2 separate regions of the Danio rerio genome follow, and region 2 is linked to region 1. A link is a contact called in public Hi-C data. All regions are on one chromosome and are shown on one strand. Each heading gives the region's core, a stretch centred on a gene start, on an enhancer-like site or on the middle of the called end of the contact. The rest is flanking DNA. Distances are from core to core; before and after follow the strand shown. Region 1 holds the start of tmod2 (tropomodulin 2). Region 2 holds the start of acadl (acyl-CoA dehydrogenase long chain).

Region 1 (5,965 bases), core at 1,212-3,711:
CACTGCCCCTTTGGAACCCTTTTGGTGGGTTTATCGTACGACAAAAGGTTTCAGTGGACGTCATTCTTGCTTCAGGAACTGTCAAAGTAAAGCTGTATGGGTCGTTCACATATCATATGAGAAGCACTTCTCACAAAACAGATGCTTTATACACATAAATACTTGTGTATAAATTTTCATTACTAACCTTTCTATGAACATTATTTGATCATAACTGCAGATCAATGAAATGAAATAGCCTACCATAAAGTCTGCAATTATATAACATAAATAAATAAATGCAACATATATGAACACATACAGACCCTTACAGTCTCCGATATGTTACTAATTACAGTGAAACTATACATACAGCATACATTTAGTCCTTATTTGGCTTCAAAAACAACACAACACATAGCTCACAGTCAGTGGTAACCTCTCGTCTGTATCTTTAAACTTCACCAGCACCTGTAACCTCTTTTTAGAAAGTAATTCCTTTATTTTAAGTTCATAATAGTCCAAAAGATGACGATAATAAACTTGTTTTTTCGGCTTCTCCTTTGCTTTTTTGCGCTTCACCCTCATGTTTGTCCATTTCTGAAAGGATCGGATGTCAAAAGCACTTCAATAATCACGCGCATGTTATTATCATAAACTCAAGACGTTTGTTTTGTTCAAATATAGATGCACAGCGAGCGCTAGCGAGAAAGTGAAACCGATCGTGCTTTAGACGGTCTTGTAAACAACTACGAGGAATAGAGTAGTTCCGCTCTACAACAACAATGACAAGGTTTGTTTAAGCTCGGGTTAACCATGGCTCGTTATGCATATATTATTACAGTGTAATATCTCGGCTGTGTTTTTGAAAATGGTGGTTGCTTTGTTTTCATTCTCCTGGCTTGTTGCACGAGTGAGTGATGTATCATGTAAACCAATAGCATTCAGCTGCGCATCTTGCGCCGCCTTTTGGTACCTTTTTGTTGTGCTAGGTATACCTTCCAAAAGCGTACCCAAGAAGTGGTACGGTATGGTTTGCTTTTAGGTACCTTTTGAAAGTGGAAACGGCCATAAAAGCGTACCAAGCTGTACCGTACAGTACTATACCACTCAGTGGAAATGGGCCAATAGTGTCAGCAGATAAATTTAGGAAGTAAAATGAAATGAGGCTGAGTATGCAACATTATAGGCTGCACCAATGGCTATTTAAAGTTTGACAGGTTCTGTTTAGAAGCATATCGTTCTTTTATCCCCTAAAAAAATTTATGTGCTAGTGTTTTTTGTTCTTTCTATACGTTTATTAAAAAAAAAAATCAACTGTTAAAGCTTATTCGCACAAACTGTCAAAAATCCCTCAATGGCCAAATATTCTTTCTTAAAATGTCTGTATTGAGGAAAAAAATTAAAGTCATTCCACAATGACTTAATAGCTCTGTCTTTGTAACATTGGGAAGGTGTCAACCTGCTTTTCTTGAATAGCCCCAAATTCACCCCAAAAAATATGAAATCCAATCAAATTTTGAAAATGAATGTCAACAAGTCTTGTTTTATTCGGAATGAAGATTGTTTTGGGCGATGTGGTGGCGCAGTGGGTAGCACAATTGCTTCGCAGCAAGAACGTAGCTGGTTCAAGCCTCGGCTGGGTCAGTTAACATTTCTAGGTGTTTGCAAGTTCTCCCCGTGTTTGCGTGGGTTTCCTCTGGGTGCTCCGGTTTTCACCACAAGTCCAAAGACATCTGTTACAGGTGAATTGGGTAAGCTGAAATTGTCCACAGTAAATGTGCCTAAATGAGTTTATGTGTGTGATTGAGTTTATAGATGTTTCCCAGTGATGAGTTGCGGCTGGAAGGTCATGCGCTGTGTAAAACATATGCTGGATAGGTTGGCGGTTCAATAATAGAGGGACTAAGCTGAAAATGAATGAATGAATAAATAAATGAATGAATGAAGATTATTTTTAAAATGTATAAAAAAATACAGGATAAATGTTACGTATTTAACAGCTCGCACTGATCTAACCAGTTTACAACAGGTTTTCAGTTGTATCAAACTTCTTCCTCTTTGCAAGGTGGGTGTTTTAATGTAAATTATTATTCAGTTTTAATTATAATATATTTTGTTGTTAAAAAAATAAATACATTTTTTAGCACAGGAGCCTATTGGAATTTTTTATACTTACAATTTTTAATAAATTTCTAATTATAAAAAAATACAAGAACAATATAATGAAAATGCAGCCCTTCTAAATAAACCAATAAATATAAAAATAGTTTGCATTCAGTTAAATAAACAATGACCGCATCTGTGGACTTCAAAACCCATGCTCCTTTGTCTCCCCGAAGCTTTATTCCCTCTGATTTGCTGCATGTCACAACTAGGCGGGAGCTGCGCTTAATGGGCGTCCTCTAACATTCTGATTGGCCGTTACACACGTCAATCATCAGCGCATTTCTAGTATCTGGTTTCCTGTGTTACCGCCCTTGGGCTGAGACAGTGAAGACGGCTGCGGGAATTTCTTAGCCTTCCGACCAGGAATAGGACACTAAAGAGTAAAACGCGTGCAGGAATTTCTCTAAGGTAAGAAATATGCTTCATCCTCCCTCAGTGTGTTGTCATATATTAAGGTAGAGGTCATAAATGTGGAGGTTTGTGTGGTTGAGTGGTTAGCTCGCTAAGCGCTCGAGCGCTGATAGACATCCGTACGAGTGTAGATGGGCCAACAGTTTACGATAATACATTGATCAATGAACTTTAAAGTTATCATTTAATCATTACACACTTAGCCTATTTATTTCGATAGCTACTGAATGACATACACAAACTGGAACAAAACTAATTAGCACATGCTTCAATGAATCAAGGTAACTAACACTAAAGTCCATATGTGATACGGACACCCAGTCATAGTAAATCATAGGTTAGATGTACTGTCAAAATTCAATTACGTCTAACTGAACGTTAAGTCTGATTTACATATGTATTTAAAAGCTAACTATCATAAGGCATGTTTGAATTATGTGTATTGTATCCTAGTATTTCATTAATGACTTAATTATAAATGTTAGTCTTTATCATATTGGGGTTGTGTAAATGAATTCATATCCATGTGATGTACATTAAATGAAATATTAGCAATATATAAGCATTGCAGACGCTGCTCTTCAATGGAGGATGCCTAATAATCTGTTGCTTATGCAGATCATAGTTGTGCTTAATTGTATGTCTGTTATGATGACGTATTATTATTGGGAGTCTCGAGCGAGCCCAGATGTGTATGAGCTCATGTGTCTCTTCATACCGGGTGTGGTCTCCACCCGGGGCGTGACTCTGCGTGGCTTTACATAACTGACTCTTGGGGTTTTAATACATAGTTTACGATAACACAATATAGTGCATTGTGAATGTATGAGAACGAACTGTTCCCAAACTTAGCGTGTTTATTGAGCTCCTGAGGTCATAATACTGTTTATTTCTTTGTTTTTGTCAATGAAAACATTCACTATTGATGATAATGCTGATGATGCTCCTGTCTGACTTCTGCTTTTTGTGAAATGGCACTTGTCTAAAGTTATCTAATGGATGCTTGATGATGTGCTGTAGCTCTTACTCAATAAACATTTCAAAACCCTCCATCTGGGTTCCATAAGCCTCGGTCTCTGTCTCTCAGAGGAAGTGCTGGATGAGAATGATCTGAAGATTCTCAATGTTGTCACTCTCAGGGGTCCGGCTAATTTTAGATGTTTTTTTTTCTTTTCTAGAGTAATGAAGCAGATCCCCTCACTGAGTTTTATTGAGTACATTCTGATCTGAAACCAGATAACCGTTGTTTTCTTTTTCTGTTCGTATAATCTGTTAATGTTTTAAACAAGCAAGGATGCATTAAATTGATGAAAACATCAAGACATTTATAATGGCAGAAAGGGATTTACTTAATAAAAAATTAAGAGGCGTACTTTGTAATCTTTTAGCGATTTGGCCTAAAATCAAAATCTCGATTAATTGAACATTTCAACTAGATTACGATTAACGAATGATTATTTTACTTATTTATTAATTTTTTTTGCCCTCTTAGTTCACTGATTAGTTTTATATGCCGTCTAAAGGCATCTCTGGTGCAGCTTCCAATTCGTCAATGTAGTGCAAAGGAAGGCTTAAGAATAAGTCCATCTTCTTACTTGACCAGAGTAGGGTCTAGGCATGGGCCGGTTTAAGATTTTGTATGATAACCTTGGATAAAAATATCATGGTTTCACGGTATTGTGACAGTAAAATGTACTCTTTTTAAATGTCTAAGTTGCCCTTTTTTAACACTATATATTCCATTTTGTGAAACATTTAAAATATTTTTAAGCAGTAAACATGTCAGGCTAATTAATTCAAATGAATCACTGACTTCTGTCTTTTTTTAGTTTCAAAAACACAGATTTCTTTACAATTTAAAATGGCATCTTTGAATATCTTTTCTTTTGGAGATTCTTTTTTTAAAATTTTTTTTAAGCAAAACAGTATCTGAATAAAAAAAAAAAAAAAACAACATACACATACCTTGGGAACAATATAGCAGAAAATTTTAAAACCTTGACTTTTCCAAACCAAGGTATACCTTAAAAGCTGTTATCCTCCAATGCCTAGCGGGGTCATGTGACACGTAGAGAAAGTAATTGAAAAAATCGTCCTGGAAAAATTATATTGATTTTAGGTTATGAATGTCGATTTCAATTACTTTTCAATTAATCGTTTAGCCCTAGCTCAGGGCTTTTAACATTGATAAATATTTCTTTGGCAATAAATCAGCATATTTAAATATTTTTTGTTCACTAAAGTTGTTGCTTCATCTTTGAATATTTTTTTCAGTGATTCCTTGGATTTACTTAATTTCTTTAAGTTGTTATAAACTGTTTATTGTGGCTGAATGTAAACAAACAAATTACGTTGATCATTACTAAATTTAATTTGTTTGTTTAAATTCAACCCATATAAATTGTTTGCAATTGTTTTGGAATAAAATATTGGCTGTTTTTCATATTAATAAAAATAAAATAATAATAATATTCTGAATGTCGTTCTTTGCTGTCTATGTTATGAATTACGGCTGCACAATAAAACGTTTCAGCATCAATATCGCAATGTATGCATTTGCAATAGTGCAAATCTGCAATGTTAAGTTTTATTTAGTTGATTATAATCAATGCAGAGTTGAATTATAATGGAGTAAAAATGGTAGTTCACCCAAAACTTAAACTTTACTCACTATTTTCAAACGTTTAGGAGTTTTTTTTATTTTTATGTTGACCACAAAAAGAAGATATTTTAGTAACTCATAAACGTTTCAAACAAGTGCAGGGTGGGTTAAAAGTGAGTAAATGTTCATTTTTGGGTGAACTATCCCTTTAAGGCATGTGACTGTGTGAACATTATCTTTGCTGTATTTTATTTAGCCATGCTTGTAAATTATGTTATATATTATTAGAGATCCAATCCCCTACAAAATCACCCCAATCAATCTAAAAGGAAGAATTCTTTCCAAATAAAGCCATGTTTGCAGCGCAATATTGCAGAAATACAAAATATCGCAATGTAAGATTTTCCCAGTAACGGGCAGCCCTATTATAAATATGGCTGTTTTTAATAATAATAATAACAACAATAATAATAATAATAATAATAATAATAATATTAAAGTGTATATTAATAAAAATTTGTGGTTTTATTACAACTCCATTGATTAAAACCATATTCAAGTTTCATATTCAAGCATTAAAAGTTGCATTAGTAAAAGTATAAATTATTGTTTAATCAAGGTTTGAAAAAATTCAAACTAATATCATTTGTAACCATAAAAAAAAAAGAAGTCGACTGGTGTAATAAGTGACATCTGTTCATTCTGAACTCCAGAACATTCCCTGATGTCTTGTTTGTTGTATGTGTTGTGGTTGTATGACCCTTTGCCCTAAGTCTTTTCATCCTTATTATGGATTTGTCCTGT
Region 2 (5,965 bases), core at 1,059-3,558, 150 kb after region 1:
CGCATATGCAAAATGCACTTAAAAATAGATGGATGGAAACATAGCTAATGACACACATTCAGTATTAATCCACACAGTTGCAAGAGTTTAACTATTTCTAAAATTGACCGCGCCACGCATTTGTAGGAATAGCTGATGGTGGCCATTGCAAAGACTAACGGAAGCGGATCACAAGTTAAGAAATGCATTTAAATTGGTAAAGGAAGAAGCAAGCTTCACGTTTTTAACATGGTTTTGGACGCAATATGTGAATAGCCCCATACAGGTTTAACCTGAGATATACAGTACAAGCACTGATCTATTATAGATACGTGATTACAAACCGTGTGGAGCGATTACAACTTATAACACACAATTAAATGGATATTTTGCAAACTATAGAAAGTGAGGGAACAATTTTAATTACACTTACGTTGTGATTCAGAGAAAAAAGCAATTGGTCCATATGAACTGTTACTGACAAAATGCCTTTCAAAGTTTGACAGTCACATACAGTCTCTGCTGCTCCTTGCTTTATTAGCAAACGATTGACGAATCCTGCACTGCAGTGTAGGTTATCGTTACAGAAAAATGGCAGGAACAAACACAGCACTAGGCTGGCTAATGTATACTATGGTGTTGTTGTGAAAATGAATTTTAACCCTTTATTCCCCGCAGCCGAATCTCTATCTGTCAGTCATTGTCATCTTCATGCCATGATCATGATCCCGCGGGCTCCGCTAGTGTCTGAAGTGAAAGGCGCATTCCTGTTTTACCACATCCGGCAGTACATTTGGTGATGTACCGTATCGACATTGATGCGTTCAAGCAAAAGATCCGAACCCAACTCGATTTATTCTTTGGACTTGGAGTCGACTATTTCATTAAAGAATCAATACGGCACACTTTCAAATTTAAACCTCAGCTAGATGTTTTTTATTCACTGAGAGCTGTGCTACACACTGCATGGAAGCTCATTTTCAAAAACCCTAATAGGGGCTCTTTAAATCACAATTTGCAAAGGGGTAGCCTACTTATGATTTTGGATTTGACTATATTTTTATAGAATGTCAGTATCATTGATTTGTTTCAAGACACACATTAGCCATGTGTTTTTGAGTAAGTCATTTTTATAAAAGCTGCTTGCACCCCAATATAACTAAGGCCTAGCCTTGAAGCTAAAGCCTGTTTGTAAAACGAGGCCATAATGCCAATCAGTAAAAATAATTTACTATCATAATGGGAATAGCTTTCAAGCCAACACACATTGTCATAAAACATTAATATTAGGTTAGATTTAGGCCACCAGCATCTAAGGACAATGTTATTTTGATGTCCAATAAAAATGTGAAAAGACATTGACATTTGGTTGCGTTTATGTTGTGTTGGAAAGTGACTAAAATCCAACGTTGAGCCAACATCTTAAACCAATTTCTTACTTACGTAAAATGCTGACATTTATTCGTCAGGTATGACAACTAAAATCCAACGTCTGGTAACGTTCACAATGTCAAGCTGTAACATCATTAGACATTGATATTTTGTTGTTTTCAGGTTGTGTTGGAAAGTAATCAAAATGCAATGTCTGTCCAATGTTGGACATTGATGTTGGCCAGACGTTGGGTTCTGACGCCAGCCTGATTCAACTTCACACAATGTTGGGGTCATTGGTTGGAGTACAATGTCAATCTGACGTCATGTTGAAGTCCTGTGCCGAGAGGGGTCTGGCTGCAGACCTGGTGCAATGCAATCTGGGCTGCATCCAATGCTTTTTAATGGGCTCACCTAATCCCACCCCTAACCCTACTCGTCACAGTGACGTCACTAGCTTCATTTGAGTGCATTGTGTCTGACATTGCATCGCTGAGTGATGCAGTCTCAGCTTGCAACATAAAGGCTGCATTCAGATACTGTTGCCTGTGCCTGCTGGGTTTCCAAGGGAAATGGCTAATTAATTAAACTGGAAAAAAATGTATGGGGTTTTAAAGCAGCAGGATTTTTTAACAATACATAATGCAAGGATGATGCAAAAAATTATAAATCAAGTTACACTGCAGTAATGTTTGAATGTAAGAATGCTGGTATTTGTTTCAAATGATGTTTCAGTGATATTAACCAACAAACAACAAAGGCCCGTTTACTTAATAAAATTTTATTTACTGTGTGTGTGTGTGTGTGTGTGTGTGTGTGCGCGTGTGTGTGTGCTTTTATTATAAGTTCGTAAAAATATTGTCAAATCATTAGAGCGGCAACGTCAGCATACCAAGACTCTTATTTTGACATGTCTTGAAGTATTAAAGGCGGAAGTTATGTTTTCTGTTTTTAGGGTAAAGTTCACGGCGATATTCGACCTGTCAAATATTGAGCTTTAGAGTTTGAGTCTATCACGTCCACATCAGCAGCATGTTCGCATTAAAGACATTAAGGAGTTTTTCTCCTGCGGCAAAAAATGTTTATTTGCGGAGTAAACAGGCTATTGCAGTGGCTGTGTCGAGGTGAGAGCCATTTATAGTTTTCTTTGATTTTGCAGTTTCTTAAAAAGGAATCTTTGTTTTAACTTAAATTTTACTATATATTATCTTCACGCAGAATTCGAATACATTAATTAAATAAAAGTAAATAATAACAAAGAAAACAAACATCTTAAAAAAGGTATTGCTCAGTGTAAAAAAAAGCCCAGCTGACGTTACTAGAACTTAAATATAATGTAAATATAGAGATTAATATAATTAATTTAGTAATAATTATACTTTATTTTAAGAAATGTAGTTAATTAAGAATAAGTTTGATCAAAGATTTATGTATTTGTAACAGAAAATCAAAAATATCACCTGCCACTTTCATTAGATATGAAGAATTTATGTAATCATAATGACACAAGACAGCTGGTCATCATAGGGTCATCATCTTAAATGATTTTAGTTAAACTTTTGTTATTGACTCACTGTAAAATGATTTGATTCAAAAACAGATTTATTCAGGAGCAAAAATGCACAACTTTTATGCTTCATCAGGAACTATTTTTGTTGAGATAACAAAATGCAGACAATGCTTTGTGTAAAATGGAAATCAGTATGATTTTTTTAAATTTATTTATTTATTTATTTATTTATTTATTTTTAAGCCAAGGCTATTTTAAGATATTGATTTGATTCACAGAATGCAGCATGCGGAGCTCCAGCATGGAGAAACAGCAGCACCATTTCGACCTGAAACATCCATGGCCAAAACTCTGATGGACATCGGTACCAGGCGGATCTTCTCAGAGGAACACGACCTGTTCAGGCAAAACGTGCGGAGGTTCTTTCAAGAGGAAGTTGTTCCTTATCACGCTCAGTAAGTCAGCAGTTAGAAGAACATGCACACTTCACACAGAAATGCCAACTGACCCAGCCGAGGCTCGATTGAGGCTCGAACCAGCGACCTTCTTGCTGTGAGGCGACAGTGCTACCCGCTGTGCCACCGCACCGCCCTACAGAAGTTATGTTAATGTTAATTAAATCCCTTAACTTCATGTTAATTCTCCCTTATCCCAATTAATTTTATTAGCTCCATTAAATTAATCAGTTATGACTTTTGATTTACAGCATTAATTTAACATTACCTAGGAAAATAGCATTACATAACAAGTAGTTTCTTCTCTTCAGCTCAGTTTAATTGACTAACCTTAACAACTAGAGTCTGATTGTAAATTGTTAACAAATCATATCCCTTTAAAGGATCAATGTAGGCCTAATTAACATAAACCAGTAACATGTGAAGAAGCCTATTAGCATACAACCACAACAGATATACTTTTAAAAATAAAGGTTCTTTAATGGCGTCAGACAGTGGTTCCATGAAGAACATTCATTCTAAAGGTTCTTTATAGTGCAAACAGGTTATTTATTATTATTATTATTATTATTATTATTATTATTATTATTATTGTTATTTTTATGAAGAACACATTATTTAAAGCAATTAGAAACTTTTATTTTTGAAAGTGCACAAATTTGAGCAAAAGTCAAACCTTTTGAAAGCATCACTGTTTTTCTAAAAGCAACAGATATATGTTGGTTTCCACTTTATGCCAAATGTCAAATTCCTTGTCTTTCACCTACAATAAACTGAAAAACAAGCAGCCGTTGAGCTATACTGTGATTGCTGAAATTAATATTAATTAATTAGGTTACAGGCTCATTCCAAAATGGAATTAATTTGTTTCCTCAAAATTCCACACACACAATACCCCATAATGACAATGTGAAAAAGATTCTTTGAAATTGTTGCAAATTTATTTAAAATAAAAAAGCTGAAAATCAAATGTACATAAGTATTCACAGCCTTTGCTCAATACTTTGTTGATAATTACTTTGGCAGCAATTACAGCCTCAAGTCTTTTTGAATATAATGCCACAAGCTTGGCACACCTGTCTTTGGGAATTTTTGCCCATTCCTCTTTACAGTACCTCTCAAGCTCTATCAGGTTGGAAGGGAAGCGACGGTGTACAGCCATTTTCAGATCTTTCCTGAGATGTACAATAGGATTTAGGTCTGGGCTCTGGTTGGGCCACTATTTTAGCTATATTTTGGATTTCATCATCTTTGCATCAAATTACAAAAAGGTTAATGCTTGTGTAAGATGTTTCTGATGCAGCATCTAAGGGTGGGACAGTAAATTTGAAACTTCTGGCTGCCATTATCAGTCTAACACATGTTTTTTCCCCCTCATTTTGGAAGTTGTGAAAGCACTATCATAGAGTTTTCTTTTATTTGAGCAAATTGGAAGGCAAAAAAGAGGTATTTGAGGTTTACAGATGATGACTTCCATTGCTGAGAAGCCCAAAATGTGAAAGGGTCTCTTAAAAGGATCTTCTTAAAAGTGTTTTAAAATGTTCTATTTAATAATAAATTGTTTATTCAGTGTATATTGAAGAAATGTATGTTCATCATTAAAATAAAAAGTATTATTGAATATCTGCACGTCGAGATGTGACAAGATACAGAATAAAAATATGAAGGTAAATGGTTTTAAATGAATGAATCTGTGTGTGTGTAGGTGGGAGAAGGCCGGTGAGGTCAGCAGAGAGGTTTGGGAGAAGGCTGGAGAACATGGTTTACTGGGAGTTTACACACCTGAGGAACATGGAGGAATCGGAGGAGATCTGCTGTCTGCTGCTATAGTGTGGGAGGAGCAGTGAGTAGCCCCGCCCCTTTACTGTGTGTTACAATAGTTCCTTCCTTAACTGTCTGCTGCAATAGTGTGGGAGGAGCAGTGAGTAGCCCCGCCCCTTACTGTGTGTACAGTAGTTCCTTCCTTAACTGTCTGCTACCATAGTGTGGGAGGAGCAGTGAGTAGCCAGCTGGCATTTTCGTGTGGAGTTTGCATGTTCTCCCCATGTTCGCATGAGTTTTCTCTGGTTGCTCCGGTTTCCCCCACAGTCCAAAGACATGCGGTACAGGTGAATTGAATAAACTTAATTGGCCGTAGTGTATGTGTGTGGATGTGTGTATGGATGTGTCCCAGTAATGGGTTGCAGCATTTGTACTATGGAAATTTAAAACATTATTTTTGAAATAAAAATTTTCTGAAGATAAAACTGAATCTCACTAATTTGTAACTTTTTTACTGACTTATTCATATGAATCTGTATGATCTCATTCGTACATTTTAGTAAGATTTGCTAATCCTCTAATGATGGTTGGGTTTAGGCGTGGGGTTTGGTGCCATGCCTCCTTTTAAAAATTGTACATTTTCAAATGGGCAGTTTTTGGGTAGTTATTAAAAATTAAAATAAAGTACTTTGATACTTGGTTTAAGTTTCTACTTCCTTGAACTCTAATTTGAAGTGCGATTTGGTCTTTATTGTTTAATTTAAAATTCACTAAGTGAACTGGAAATTAAAATCCACTTAAATTCCTAATGTTGCACATCTCTGTTTGGCACAGTTTTTTCCCACCTTTGCTTTGTCCTTTTTTGTGTTGTGATGTATTGTGTGTTCTG

The links. Hi-C and Micro-C count contacts between places; a contact is called where the count stands out from the background.
Region 2: a contact with region 1 is called in a Hi-C map of hematopoietic stem cells, with 2.4 times the contacts expected there. The contact joins the promoter of acadl here to the promoter of tmod2 in region 1. A contact is called at or near these places in 3 of 18 Hi-C or Micro-C datasets (caudal fin, hematopoietic stem cells and an unstated tissue).

Annotation. Positions count from the first base shown.
Region 1 is chr18:42,265,693-42,271,657 of GRCz12tu, forward strand. tmod2 (tropomodulin 2) reads left to right here and starts at 2,462. Exons shown (of 10, transcript NM_001004608.1): 1 at 2,462-2,556.
Region 2 is chr18:42,419,152-42,425,116 of GRCz12tu, forward strand. It overlaps acadl (acyl-CoA dehydrogenase long chain), which reads left to right and starts at 2,309. Exons shown (of 11, transcript NM_201181.2): 1 at 2,309-2,474; 2 at 3,139-3,315; 3 at 5,021-5,158. The coding sequence starts at 2,383.